2 separate regions of the Salmo salar genome follow, and region 1 is linked to region 2. Evidence: chromatin contacts called from public Hi-C data. All regions are on one chromosome and are shown on one strand. Each heading gives the region's core, a stretch centred on a gene start, on an enhancer-like site or on the middle of the called end of the contact. The rest is flanking DNA. Distances are from core to core; before and after follow the strand shown. Region 1 overlaps LOC106596333 (zinc finger FYVE domain-containing protein 9). Region 2 holds the start of LOC106596360 (transcription factor BTF3 homolog 4).

What was found. A called contact is a pair of places that touch in the nucleus more often than the background predicts.
Region 1: a contact with region 2 is called in a Hi-C map of gill, with 1.7 times the contacts expected there. The contact joins the enhancer-like site here to the promoter of LOC106596360 in region 2. A contact is called at or near these places in 2 of 3 Hi-C or Micro-C datasets (gill and muscle).

The regions. Positions count from the first base shown.
Region 1 is chrssa03:3,673,992-3,677,469 of Ssal_v3.1, forward strand. LOC106596333 (zinc finger FYVE domain-containing protein 9) reads left to right here. Exons shown (of 19, transcript XM_045714336.1): 17 at 1-102; 18 at 295-477; 19 at 1,077-3,478. The coding sequence ends at 1,238. Among protein-coding and RNA genes, the nearest start is that of cc2d1b, 45 kb to the right of the region's middle. Within about 2 kb of position 2,085, at least 11 of the 13 cell types and tissues checked have an H3K27ac peak or open chromatin away from gene starts, as enhancers often do. A contact at or near this core is called in gill, where this site is marked.
Region 2 is chrssa03:3,591,666-3,595,056 of Ssal_v3.1, forward strand. LOC106596360 (transcription factor BTF3 homolog 4) reads left to right here and starts at 1,854. Exons shown (of 6, transcript XM_014187661.2): 1 at 1,854-2,074; 2 at 2,835-2,897. The coding sequence starts at 2,844.

The DNA of each region.
Region 1 (3,478 bases), core at 835-3,334, 83 kb after region 2:
ATTAGTCCTGTTGATGGGAAGTCTATGGAGTTCATCACCAGCGTGAAAATCTTCCACGGTTCAGAGTTCAAGGCTAATGGGAAGGTCATCCGCTGGACAGAGGTATGTGATGTCACCCTCCTAAGCAACACCTAGGTTCAGTAAACACAAAACCAGACACACATTTTGAAACAGGGAGACACTACCTGATCTTGTCTTGTTTTTACTAAGCTGTGCCCTACTGAATACAACCGACATATTCTTATGTTTCCACTCAAGACAATCTGCAGCGTTTACAATATTCGCTCCTTTTAGGTGTTCTTCCTCCAGAGTGATGACCAGGACCAGCCAAACGGTCTGAGTGATCCTGCTGACCACAGTCGCCTGACGGAGAACGTGGCGAGGGCATTCTGCGTGGCGCTCTGCCCACACCTCAAACTGCTGAAGGCGGATGGAATGGCTAAGCTGGGCCTACGGGTCACCCTCGAGTCTGACCAGGTACGGACTCGGGTCATCACTATCTGGCCACACCGGAAATTAATCAAATCGCAAATCAGAAATGTGCAGGGGCAGACATCGACCAGAAATCTTCGCTGGCATTTCAAACACACCAGCCTGTTTTTTTTTCTTCCCTTAAGGCGCCCACACCGGCCCATTCCCCCCCCCCCACTAAGGCCTCATTATTAGCCAGATAATTTGCGAAAAAAAAACAAACAAGTTAGACAGTCCCACTGGGCTAAAAATGGACCAGCCCAGCTGGCATTTGCCTGAAATGCCCATGCAAATGTGTAATTTGGAATTAAACTCAAGGGATCTTTTAGTACATTTAATCAGATGTGTCAGTCAGCGCTAGGCTAAAACAAACAAGAATTGACTGAAACACTGAATTACAAAATAACTACCTGTCTCTGTGGGTCACCTAGCAACGGCCAACCCCCCCCCATAGTACCTGGTTAGATAAAAGAGAAATATATAGATAACTAACCATCTCTTCTCTGTTGTAACCTGTCGGGCCATAACGGGCCCTCTTCCCACCGGTACCTGGTTAGATAAAGGATGATAATGACCCGTCTCTTCCCTGTCCTCTTTTCTCCCAGGTGGGTTACCTAGCAGGTAGTAATGGCCAGCCACTCCCCTCCCGTTACCTGAGTGACCTGGACAGTACTCTGATCCCTGTCATCCACAGAGGGGCGTGTCAACTCAGTGAGGGACCTGTCGTCATGGAGCTGGTCTTCTACATCCTGGAAATCCTCTCCTAGGAGACGGAGGCACCGCTTACCAACACCCCAGACTCTGATCTCCTAGTTCTCTCTCTCGTCCTCATCCTCTTTTTTTATCCTCCCATCCTTCCATCTCTTCCGAGAGAGGGTGAAGGCTGTGAGGGGCAGCTAGCTGATGTTGCTATCCCTTCACCAGACAGACGGCTAGCTGTGGGGGAATGGTTACCAGCTAGCTAATGTTGCTATCCCTTCACCAGACAGACGGCTAGCTGTGGGGGAATGGTTACCAGCTAGCTAATGTTGCTATCCCTTCACCAGACAGCTAGCTGTGGGGGAATGGTTACCAGCTAGCTAATGTTGCTATCCCTTCACCAGCCAGCTAATGTTGCTATCCCTTCACCAGCCAGCTACTGTTGCTATCCCTTCACCAGCCAGCTAATGTTGCTATCCCTTCACTAGACAGCTAGCTAATGTTGCTATCCCTTCACTAGACAGCTAGCTGTGGGGTTATTACTCCCACCTACCAGCTAGCTAATGTTGCTATCCCTTCACTAGACAGCTAGCAGTGGGGGATAGTTACCAGCTAGCTAATGTTGCTATCCCTTCACTAGACAGCTAGCTGTGGGGGAATGGTTACCAGCTAGCTAATGTTGCTATCCCTTCACTAGACAGCTAGCTGTGGGGGATAGTTACCAGCTAGCTAATGTTGCTATCCCTTCACTAGACAGCTAGCTGTGGGGGAATGGTTACCAGCTAGCTAATGTTGCTATCCCTTCACTAGACAGCTAGCTGTGGGGGAATGGTTACCAGTTAGCTAATGTTGCTATCCCTTCACATGACATACAGCTAGGGCTTCTCCAGTCCACATATGCATCATGTCCACCCTGATCACATGAATCAGGAAATCACAGGACTATTCCAGTTCCACTGTGGTAGACCAGGCTGGGGGTTTGAGAAGTGGAAAAATTATTCCTTAGTTGTTACTTTTCTCGAAATCTAATGACACAACCTAGATTGGAGCCAATGTCTTAATAAGTAGCTGTTATTACTCCCACGTTTTACATTTTCTTCAAAACACAACTTTATATTGAAGGAGTGCCTTTGCTTTGACGGTCTGCAACGACCGTTAAGAAAACAATGTCGTGTTTCTACGTATGAATTTAGCTAGCCAAGTCGCCATGACAACGCCTACAAGTGTAATCGAGGATTTCTATTGGAGAAGCAGTTTCTGTCGCTCTTTCATACGTATTTGCTGTGGTAGCTAGAGGACAAAGCAGAAGCACTGCACTCTGGGAAACGTAGTCTCCGAAGGCCATGTTGTAGCATGGGCGCTTTGAGGACCCCCAGGTAAAGGTGTCCAAAGCTCTGCCTGATGAGACTACACGTGTGTCTCTACCGACAGGGACTTCACACGGTCCGGTGGGCTGGGAAGATTAAAAATTCGGAGATGAGTGGATGGAGAGGGGGGGTAGAGCGAGAACGAGAGGAGAGAATAGAGGGAGGATTTTTTTTTCTTTCTGGTGATTAATTTGCATCCTGGTGCTCAGTTCCTGCAGTCGCAACTCTTCACAGTGGAAGGAGGAAAGAGAGTAACATACCTGTCGTTTTCAGTCTGGCTTTTAGCCAATGATTACCAAATGTTTTATTTCCTGACATTGATGGGACTACAGTATTCGTTTTGCTTGTTATTTTGTTTAGGCAGAGCTACAATTGACTCAATAGCTCATCCAGACATCCAACACCAAGATTGTCTGTCTCACTAGAACTGCTAAGCAGTTGGACCACTTAGTCGAAGGCACAATGTCTAAGAGAGGCGGTGTGGGTGTTTACTGATTTTACTGTCAGACTTAATAGGTCAACCAAGCTTTATATGGCCGAGCTTCTAGCCTTCTGAGAACCATGTCAAGTGTCACCATTCTGTACACTGATTTAAAACAGGTTTCCAATTCTTTACCTTGAACATTCTAACAGGAAGTATAACAAACAGTCTCTGGCCTCTCATTGGTCACCCGAGGGGACTGGTTGGAGTCTTGGGATGAGAAATGCATTGTGGTCTGATCCTTTACCACTGACTTAACTCCAGCGTCATCGTTCCACTGTTAACTAACACCAGCATTATCATCCTTCTCTCTGTAAGCGATGGAGAGGATACTAGAGGAACTGAAGCATCTTCAGTAAATTGTTACCCGTGGTTGCTTCCCAAATTGCACTATATTCCCTTTTATAGTGCACTACATTTGACCGGAGCCATATGGGACGTAACCTATAGGTGATCCTGT
Region 2 (3,391 bases), core at 604-3,103:
CCTGGGCTCGAACCAGGGACCCTCTGCGCACATCAACAACTGACACCACCATGAAGCATCGTTACCCATCGCGCCACAAAAGCCACGGCCCTTGCAGCGCAAGGGGAACAACTACTTAAGGTCGCAGAGCGAGTGACATCACCAATTGAAATTCTATTAGCGCGCACCACCGCTAACTAACTAGTCATTTCACATCGGTTACACCAACTGTAAAGTTTGGTGGAGGAGGAATAATGGGTCGGGGGTGTTTTTTGTGTTTTCTTTTTTTTAACCTTTATTTAACTAGGCAAACCAAACCCGGACGACGCTGGGCCAATTGTGTGCCGCCCTATGGGACTCCCAATCACGGCCGGTTGTGATACAGCCTGTGTATCATGGTTCGGGCTAGTCCTCTTAGTTCCAGTGAAGGGAAATCTTAACGCTACAGCATACAATGACATTGTAGATGATTCTGTGCTTCCAACTTTGTGGCAACAGTTTTGGGAAGGACCTTTCCTGTTTCAGCATGACAATGCCCCCATGAACAAAGCAAGGTCCATACAGAAATGGTTTGTCGAGATCAGTGTGGAAGAACTTGACTGGCCTGCACAGAGCCCTGGCTTCAACCCTATTGAACACCTTTGGGATGAATTGGAACGCCGACTGCGAGCCAGGCCTAATCGCCCAACATCAGTAACCGACCTCACTAATGCTCTTGTGGCTGAATGGAAGCAAGTCCTCGCAACAATGTTCCAAAATCTAGTGGAAAGCCTTCCCAGAAGAGTGGAGGCTGTTATAGCAGCAAAGGGGGGAACAACTCCACATTAATGCCCATGATTTTAGAATGAGATGTTCGACGACAAGGCCTATCAGGGAGTACTTGAGAAGACACATGAGACCATAGACCTTCTATTTAAATGCACAAGAGGGGGTACTTCAGGGGTACTCCAGGCAGAGCAGAATTCAGTTGCTGGAACACAAACCGGAAAAGGCCGGTAACCACTGAGTGTATTTTTATTACCATGTTTCCATCCAACATTTTTGTATGCCAGTAAAGTTCATGTTGGATAAAAAAAAATGTAATGACAGGCTTGATGGAAGCAGCAAATTTGTCGGTAAACAAACATTACCAAATGTCGACAAAACCAAATACTAGGTGCTATTGAATTGAATTAATAGGTGGGATAATAATACGAGAAATGGTGGTGGAAACGCTTTTATGCGCAAATATTGATATAATAGCCATAATATGAAAGTAAACGTGGAATCATGCGATGACATGTGGTCATCCCACTATAACCCCCGGAAATCATGCAGTTTATTAGGCTACAGGTGAAATAAATTGTAAAATAACTTTACAGGATGGGCAAAGTGCAAGGTGATGAGCGTGATGCTGCTTTCCAATAAATATCCAGGGTTTTATTCTGGTGACATGATCGTGGGCACACTCGCTATTTAAAGCAACAGGTTTTTGTGAGATAACAATCAGTAGAGTTAAATGCGATGGAAATCCATTTAACTTGTATTTTATTTTATTCGGTACATGGTTATTTAACCGTCAAAGCTATGTCATCACACACATACTATAATCTGGAGCAACAAGTCAATTTGATCACCAATGGAAACAAATCTCTGGTGGGAAAATGCACGATTTTATGCGGATTTTAGAATGTCGCCAATTGGGTGGAAACCTGGCAATTCATGCAACAAAACAAAAAAATACAAATGTGATATGGACCACAACAATGGCACAAACGGTTGATTTCTCATCAGAAACACATTGCAGGCAACTGTAGTACAAACGGCGTTCATGTTGTGGCTATAAGTCTGTATGTGTTTTAAAATGATTCATAAACTAATACATTAAATCAATCAATCAATAAATCAAAATCCCCATCTGCTGAAAATTACACAAACACCAAAACGACCTGAAATTCACCCACGGAGAGAAAAGACACGTGTTGAGATTCGCCATCATCCTCATCAACCTCGTGTTCCCTCCTGCTACTTCCTGTTCTGCTGTGAACCTTTTGTGGATCAAAGTGCTGTGCCTTGGGACTGATCGATCAAATTACTGACGCTGTCTTTTACACAGGTAAATATACATATATATACGTGTGTGTGTGTGTTTTTAACAACTAGAGCTATGGACCACGGCATATAGGATAAAAGATAACAGTAAGCGTTGTTCTCCGTTTGCTTTGAGCTCCTAGCCTACTGTGTTTACAATGCTAGCTAGGTAACAGTCTCCACGGTATCCTAGCTGTGGCTTTATGCAGGAACATTTTAGAAAAGCTCATTTTTAGTTAGTTAACTAGCTAGCTCGTCAGGAATATGAGATGGTTAACTGGCTAAATGACAGCTTTAGTTAGTTGTCGACATTTTTATGGCTAACTTGAGTCTCAAATGTTGACACTACGGGGCGTAGCGAACATTTTACTACCGTTAAAATGGGTAACGTTAGCTTGCTAGTTTAACTAGTTTAGTTAATGACATGGTGTAACGTTTTAACCAACTAGGTAACTAACTATTCATCTGTGTGTGTGTGTGTGTGTGTGTGTTTTTGGCTGACAGGCATTGTTTCTGTTGTTGTTGAAGAGTCGGACACCTGATGATTTGTAGTGTTTCCAGACAATGAACATTGTTGGCTAATAAACTAGTTTTAACTGTCAGATAAGACTCAATTGGTGCCTAGTTTGTAGCTAAGTCCATTAATAACAGCTTCCACAGTGATTCAGGATAAAACGTGAAGCTGATTTGCATTCATCCAGTAGGCCTGTTTATATTGTTGTTGATTTTTGTTAATTCATGAGGATATTTTCTTGACAACTCATCCATGTTCCTCTTTTTTCCAGATAAAAGCCATGAACCAAGAGAAACTAGCCAAACTTCAGGCCCAGGTCCGGATAGGTGGAAAGGTAACTACTATTATCATCTCTACTGTTAAAATCTACATTTTGTTATGACACAGATATGACTAAATTGTAGAACCCTTCCATATCTGGTAATGTGCAGGGTTGAAGGCCAGCGGTTTAGTAGCTTAACTGCCTGTCTGTCTGTCTGTTTTGTTGAAGGGCATTAGACTTATCAAAGCAACTGGGAGTCTTGTTTTCCCCCTGAACACATTACTCCTATTATGGGACAGATGCTTTGGCCCATCCTGCCTGGCTGTGGGGCCCAGGGCTTTGTCTCTTACTGTTTGGTAAGGGCCTCGTTGTGTCTCCTCTCCACAGCTAGATGGCACTGTTGGTGTGGCCTAAATTTAACACCTGCCGAATGTGTCGATTTTTGTCATTGGCGGATAACATGCCGATCCTGACTAGACCGGGCACGTATGTGCACGTGTTGGTTGTTGTCCACCCACACCAGACGTGATCAGGACACACGTGTTGAAATATCAAAACGAACTCTT